Linked DNA regions of Oryctolagus cuniculus: region 1 is linked to region 2. A link is a contact called in public Hi-C data. All regions are on one chromosome and are shown on one strand. Each heading gives the region's core, a stretch centred on a gene start, on an enhancer-like site or on the middle of the called end of the contact. The rest is flanking DNA. Distances are from core to core; before and after follow the strand shown.

The links. A called contact is a pair of places that touch in the nucleus more often than the background predicts.
Region 1: a contact with region 2 is called in a Hi-C map of an unstated tissue, with 2.2 times the contacts expected there. The contact joins two enhancer-like sites. A contact is called at or near these places in 2 of 6 Hi-C or Micro-C datasets (ear pinna and an unstated tissue).

What each region holds. Positions count from the first base shown.
Region 1 is chr9:83,693,338-83,697,222 of mOryCun1.1, forward strand. No RefSeq gene overlaps it. Among named protein-coding and RNA genes, the nearest start is that of MEDAG, 41 kb to the left of the region's middle. Within about 2 kb of position 1,749, at least 3 of the 8 cell types and tissues checked have an H3K27ac peak or open chromatin away from gene starts, as enhancers often do.
Region 2 is chr9:83,513,377-83,517,071 of mOryCun1.1, forward strand. No RefSeq gene overlaps it. Among named protein-coding and RNA genes, the nearest start is that of TEX26, 110 kb to the right of the region's middle. Within about 2 kb of position 1,740, at least 1 of the 8 cell types and tissues checked has an H3K27ac peak or open chromatin away from gene starts, as enhancers often do.

The sequences.
Region 1 (3,885 bases), core at 499-2,998, 180 kb after region 2:
TTGTCCTCAAGTCTCTCAGCTGCCGCGTGCCGCGTGTGTTTCTGTTTCGGCTGCTTCCCCAGATTGCAAACCTCTTGAGGATGGAATCACATCCTCCTTTTCTTCCTTGGTTTCCTTGTAGCCCCTTTCCACAGGTGTCACCTCTGCCTCTTGGATGCCCTGTCGCCGATTCCTTTCCTGGCTGCTCTTACGGTTGGGGTCTCTGAGGCCCCTTCTCCTCTCTGGCCACCCAGTCTCTCGCAACCTCACGCATGCACAGTTGTCACAGTTGCTCACAGGCTGAGGCTGCCCCCAGGTAAGCATCCAAAGCCACGTCTCAACTCCCCACCACAATTGTCTTCCTCCAAATTCTGATGCCTTCAATTCAGCCACCCTAAGGAGTGGGCCTCATTGGGGCTTCCTTCAGCTCCAGGCCAATTGAATTTAATTTCCCGTGTGAGCTATGATTATTGCAGCCATGATGAGCAGTTGCTCATTTTCACCGATTCATTTCAACAAATTTCCTGTGTCCCGACCCTGTTCTTTCTCGCTGTCGCCCACTTGATGGACAGCTCCAGCATCCTCCAACACCCAGAAACCTGGGATGACCTCAAACTGCTCCCTCCTCTCCATCTTGAACACAGGCATGCCTCTCACCCTCACATGAGCTGCGCACTTGGCTTGCAGCTCCTCCCCACAACGCTATAGAGGAAGCACTATTTTAATTCCTGTCTTAAAAATAAGGGTAGCCCTTATGAGGGTGCTGGTTCAAGCCCCAGCTCCTGCACTTCCAATCCAGCTTCCTGCTAATGCATCCTGCCAGACAGCAGATGATGATCCAAGGACTTGGGTCCCAGCCGCCCACATGGATGTCCGCCCAGATGGAGTGTCAGGCTCCTGGCTTTGCCCCTGCTCAGCCCCAGCCATTGCAAACAACTGGAGAGTGAACCAACAGATGAAAGACCATTCTTGAGATCTCTCTCTTCTCTCCCTCCCTCCCTTTTCCTCCCTCTTTTCCTCTTTCTATCACTCTGCCCTTCAAATAAACAAATACACCTTTCAAAAGAGAGAAAGAGAGAGAGCTGGAGCCAGACACCAACCCAGGTATTCTGATATGGGATACAGATGTCTCTACACCTAGGCCAAAGGCCCACTCCCAAGTTACCTTGGAGGCATTCACAGGAATTCCAAAGCATTTAGCAGGGTCTCCTTCTGTGAATGCCAGCTGCATTTAAACTTCTCACGTGAGTTACGATTATTCCAGTGATGATGAGCAGTTACAGCATGAAAGACCTATTAGATATTAAACACACACACACACACACACACACCCTTTCTAGATCTGGAGAGCTGATACATTTTGCACTCCTTCTAAGAGAGTCTATGCAAACTCACTTGAGCTCACTTGCTCTCTCTCTCTCTCTCTCTCTCTCTACCCTTTAAATGGCCCGGAGACTTGGTACAGCAGGAATATGTTTGGAGGAGTTGAATATGAAGGTAATCACCCAGAACCAGGTTGCAAACTGGCTGGATGCCTTTGACTTGTGAACATATTTGTTTTGGCACACCTAGTGTTTCGCATGAAAATCGTGGTGTCTGGCTTCCTTTGGAGAACCCAGTTGATATGACAACCCAGAGCTCTCTGCCCTAGTTGGCAATGATCTGTGCCAGAGCTAGGTCAGCTGCCTCCTTGGACAGGGCGTGCGTGTCCCACTTGGCTGCCACCCCTCTGGCCAGCTTGGCTATTGAGGTTACAATCCAGGCCTCCGCAGACGGGCAGGTTGGTGGCCCCGGGTGACACTGGTCAGGCCGTCCTTTTGAACCTTGCCACTTAGCTCAAATCTGAGCAGTGCCACACTTTTGTCAGCCAGCACGAGGCTGCGGACTGCTCTTACGTCGCCAGGTCTTCTGTCCACACGCCTGTTTCATCTCTGCACAAGAACACTGCGACATCGAATTTCCGTCCTGCTTACCTTCGGGACAACCAGAAGTCTCGGCCAGGTGTCAAAATACAAACTTAGTTCTGAGAGTTACCAACTTTGCGCGTCCAGCCGCACGTTGATCTCTACCTAATGAAATACCCAGAGCAGGCTGGGGCCTGGCACGCAGAGCCCAGGCCGCTGTTTACTCCTGCTAATCACGATCATGTTTACAGGAAAATGCCCGCATCTGCTTCCAGCAGCTCCAGCCACTCAGCCATGTGAGAGCTGTCTTTTCAAAGTCAATTGCCTGTCATTTTGCTGATTTATGTTGAGTAACTGCAAGGACCCCTCGAGGTATTTGTAGCTGGCTTGATGAGTCCCAGCTTATAAAGTGGCAGTGGGCAGAGTGTTTCAGTTCAAATTCCCATCAAGGCAGAATTTAAATCCCTAGCCCTGCTGCTCATATTTGCAATGTGAGCACTTTAGATAAGCAGAAGCCATCAAACCCTAAATGCTGGGGGAAATACAACCTGCATTTCTTCAAATGCAGCCCGAGCCCAAATCTTCTTTCAGACCTGGGAGAGGCAAGCGATTCTAACAGTCTTTAAAAGAGCGATCACATGGGCTTTTTCCCAAAAAATAGTCACGGCCCAGGCAGGACGGGAGGCATCAGATAAGATCGGAGGAGCTGGCAAACGTGTTTCCCGGGCCACTGGCTGAAGTCTCCTATTTCAACCAGCGGAATCTAATTTCTTGGGAATGACTTGCTCTCTAACTGAAGTCTTTTTTTTTTTTTTTCAAAGCGAAAACATTACTGAAAAATAGGGTGACCTATTAAGTTACTCACCCATTAGCGTCTGGTTTAGCTGCAGCGTTGAAGGTGCACAAGGACCCTTTCAGGCCCATTCCTCTGCACCCCACCCCTGCACGCACTGAAAGTGCCGCAGGATTCCAGATCTGAGCCAGCTGACCCTCACGTGTTGGCGCTGGAGAGTTAGACGCAGGTTCTTTCTAAGAACCCCCTCGCCCCGTGTGAATTCCTTCTCTGCAAGGCCCGTATCACGGAGGAGCTATTTCGGGATCTCCCTTTTGGGAGTCAAACACTGATCCCTCAAGGAACGCCCACAGCTGGCATCGTCTGTTTCTGCTCACCCTGGTGTCTCCGTGTCTCAAGCCCACACAATACCAGGCCTGAAAGAAGCTCTAGGGGTCTTGTTCGGACCCTCGGGTGCGGATACTGAAGTACAGCGACTCCTGGGATCTGAAGGCCCAGGCACGGCAGAGGCTGAGTCGGCCCTAGAGAGGCAGCCTCCGAAGGGTCCCCTGACTCACCCTGCTGCCACCTGTCTCCAGCGTCAGCTAGGGAAAGCGCGCATCGCTCCGGTATGGAAACAGGAGCTCTCAGCTGCACCGCCCCCTCACAAGTCTGTCTTTCTCTCTCTCTCCATCTTGCCCACTTTCTCTGCGTTTCTGTCACCTGCCCTATTTAACCAGCTCCAAAGTAGCTGCCTGTCTTTCTGCTTCTTTTTGTAGCCTTGCCTCCTGGTTTTGGCTTTGCTCTTACTTCATTCTTTGGCTTACAAAACTGGGTTCCGCGGGGTGGGCATTGGGCACAGAGGTTAAGACACTGCTTAGGACACTCGCAGCCCATATCAAAGTACAAAGTGCAAAGTCCAGGCTCCTGGTTCCAGCTTCCTGACCACGTGGGCCCCTGGAGGCAGCAGTAATGACCCAAGGGACTTGTTCCCTGCCACCCAAGAGGGAGACCCGGATTGAATTCCTGGCTCCTGGCTTCGACCTGGAGCAGGTCTGGCCATTGAAGGCATTTGGGGAGTGAATCAGTGGATAGGGTCTCTCACTCTTGCTCTTTCTCTCTTTCAAAAAAAAAAAAAATGGAGGGAGGGGAGAATGGGTTCCCAGTTCCCTTACTGTGTGGATGCTATGCCTCAGCATGGCCACTGGGTGGCAGTGTTTCAGAGCCATC
Region 2 (3,695 bases), core at 490-2,989:
TTCTTCTGAGGTCGGACTCGGCAGGAACAGCTTAACCTGATGCATGCCGGCAGCAAGCACTTCCTGTCCTATCCTGGGGAAAACTACAGCTGCTTCGGGAGAACCCCGAAGCGCTTCACGAATTATGGAAAAATCCGAGCCTGCTCTGTCCATGCTCCCAAGCTTTCTCCCAACGCGTTTCTCTCCCGGAAGTTTCCTGTCCCTGGGGGCTGGGTCTGCCCTTAGCCTGAAATAAGTGAATTAAACAAACAGGCCTGTCTCGGGGGGGGGGGGGAGAGCATTGCACCCCCACATCTCGGCCACATGCCTTTTGTCCTGAGTCCCCTTGCCTCATCTGACACACTCAGCACAGAGGATTGCTTGGGGGACTGTTTCCCACACTGCCAAGGGTGCTACACACCGAGCGCCATTCTACCCAGCCACACAAGGGATGCCAGGGCTCTGGGGGCCTCGGCTCTCTCCATGGAGATCTTCAGAGTCTGGACTATGCAGACAGACTTGGCAAGGCACCCCAGATGTGCCTGAAGGTGACAGCAATGCAGTCACCCAACCTGGGGATACTTCCGAATCTGTTCAAGTCCTGGACTAAAGACATGACTCAGGAAGGGCATGAAAGTCCACGTGTTAACCCTCCAAAGACACAGGCAGCTACCCTGTGGCTCAGCAGGTTAAGCCACTGCCTTCGATGCTGGCATCCCATATGAGCTCTGGTTCAAGCCCCAGCTGCTCCACTTCGGACCCAGCTACCCGTTAATGCACCTGGAAAAGCAGCAGAAGATGGCCCAAGTGCTTGGACCCCTGCATCCGTGTAGGAGAACTGGCCCAGCCCCTGCCATTTCAACCATCTGGGGAGTGAACCAGTGGATGGAAGATCTCTCTCTCTCTCTCTCTCTCTCTCTGACTCTCTGTAACTCTTGACTTTCAAATACATAAATAAATCTTAAAAAAGAAAAAAGTTTCTTAGTGTGTCCGGTAGAACACTAAGGAATATTATTGGATGGTCTTTAAGTGAATGATCCTGGGACAGAGGCAACCATCAAAGGCAGCCCTGGGGACAGTCTCTCACAACAGCTTTTGCTGTAGCTGGCGATGAACCAACACCCAGGGCTTTGCTGGCTAATTGCAAACCTTGCTTTCCTTAGACTGAATATGGCTACATCCCCATTACAGAGATTCACGACAATCAAGAAACTTGCAAAGTGTGAAAACCTGAAAAGCTGCAGAAAGGTGATTAGGGGACAAATCAGATGACAAGGCAGGCGGTGTGGGTGCTTCTGCTTTATAAATAAACTTGTTTCCCTCCCATGCACCTGTCCTTGTGCTGGATGGCAACACGAGCCCTTTAATGCCACCTTCGCTTTAAGCTGCACCCCCCCCCCCCCAGCCTGGAGATAATTTGATTTTTAAAATGAGCATCACACGAGGCCTTAACTACTGCTTGGAAATGTCGCGACTTGATAGCATTCAAAGGTATTTCCAGAAAGGGTCACCCTTGATTGACATTTTATTCCATTTCAGGGCTGTTAATTAAGAACCGCAGACATTGGGAACAAGGATCAAGGCAGCAGAAGCCGCAAACTAACGCTGAAATAAAATGCAACCCTGATTGGCTTGGAACCCAAATCAAAGCGGGGACTGTCTGTGGGCACCGCCTCGCTCACACCGGTCCACTAGGGGGCAGTGAGCGATCGAGTCTGCGCCCGAGCGGATTCCTGACGGCTGCTATTTATACACCTGAAGGGTGGCAGGCCTTTTACACCAAGCGAGCAGTGCCGCCGCGGTGACAGGTGCAGGCAGCAGCCCGCGCGTGCTACCAGCGCAGGCTGTCAGGAGGATGAAGTGAAATGAGTCATTTGCATTTTTACCAATGAACTTGCATTCTAATGAACAGGCAGTGCGCCTGAACGGGTCCTGGCTTCCCTCCCTGGCTTCCGCTGGAGGGCAGTGACCCCCGCGGCATGGCATCCAGGAGAGCCACCAGGAAAAGGCAGAGCCGGGGAGCCAGGGAGCCCCACCTGCACAGCCGCCCGGGGCTGGCCAGCGCAGGGCACGACTGATGAACCTGTATCCACTTGGGCCAGTTCCAGCCCGGAGGCTGCCTCGGGGCCCAGCCAGTCGCCATCCAGGTCGCGCGCGGTCTGTGTGAAGGGCGCCCCCTCGGGCCGGGCAGCGCAGGGATCCGGCGCCCAGCACACAGGGCCCTGGGTCTGTAGGAGGGCCCAGCTGTCCTGTGCCAGGCCCTTCGCATTGCGAAACGCAAGGCTGCATGGAAAGTCTGGAAGGGAGGCCAGGGGAAGCCAGCCCCGGAGCGAGGCTGGGCTCCGGGCCAGCTGGGTTTCAGCGTGTTCCTGTGCCCTGCTTGTCCCCCTCTAGCGCATCCTTGAGGCGGGGATTCGGCACTGCCCTATCCCAGCCTGCTCTTTCCAGAGAGCCTGGGCTGTGAAGCACCCCACTCCAGGTGTGTTTACCCCTCGCCCCTCTCTCCTCTCTCTCTCCCAGAGAATTCCACCCTAGTTTCTAACTGTGATGCAAAAATGCAGAGAAGGTCTCGTGTCTCGTGGCCATCATAAGACCCTCCCCTGCAGTGGGAGGCAAACCAGTTGTCATTTCTGGGTGCTCCCGCACCGGCGCCTCCACGACCATCCCTGTTCCCAGGCCCCCTTCTTCACCGGTCTACCTGGAACACCGCTAAAGCCTATGGGGCCTGCTGTGGCCCAGATCCCAGCGTGGCCATCGCCTAGGATCAGACAACCTTGGGCAAATGGCATCCCCGCGCCATGCCTCAGTTTCCCCATTCTCCCAGACAGTGATGCTAGCATCCACTTGGTGGGGGTTCTGTGGCGTGGAAGGGAGGTGCCAGGCACACGCGTAAGCATCCCACATGGGTTGCTGGGCACGGTTTACTTCTCAGAGCACTGCCTTTCTTTTTCCATTTTCCTCTCCTCTCAGCCTCCATCTCAGATGCCCCCCCCTCTCTGTACCTCTTGCTTCTCCCCTAGAGGGTGGCAGGTGGACACCTCCCACTCTTCTCCCACTCACACACCTACCTGGTCATCGCTGTAGGGAATCAGGCACGTGCCAGGGTGACAGAGCTAGAACAGGGAAGGCAAGGGAATAACCTCAGGGTCAGAGCTCGGGAGGAGCAAGCCTGGGGCGGGAGGAGATGCCCCCCCCCCCCTGGAGTGCAAGTGACTGGGATGGAGGCCCTTGTTTACTTTGCCTGGATCACAAACAGCTTCAGATTCTCTTCCCCGAATGGTCGACTGGCACCATGCAGATTTGTGATGAAAATAAGAAATTGATTTGTAAAAGCAGCGTGGGAGCCAAGAGGTAACTGTAAGCAGATGCTGTGGTCACAGGCCTTTTGTGAAGTAGGCTCTAAGTCACGGTGGTCATCCTGGAAGAGGAGGCAGGGACTTCCCAGGCGTGGGAGAGGGGAAAGGGGCGACTGGCTCCCCGAATCCCACACCAGATGGGAGAGCCACTGCCCTGAGAATGGAGAAAGACTTGAACACAGGGATGGGGGCAGGGATGCTGGTAGGAGGGCCGAGGGATGCACAGGCCTAGAGAGAGGGTGAGGAAGAGGAGGAGCGGGAGGAGGAAGCAGAGAATGGCCAAAGACAGCCAGGGTTCTGGCTCTTGCTGGAGGCCAATCAAACCTTCAGTGGTGTGTCTACAAAAATCGTAAAATGCTC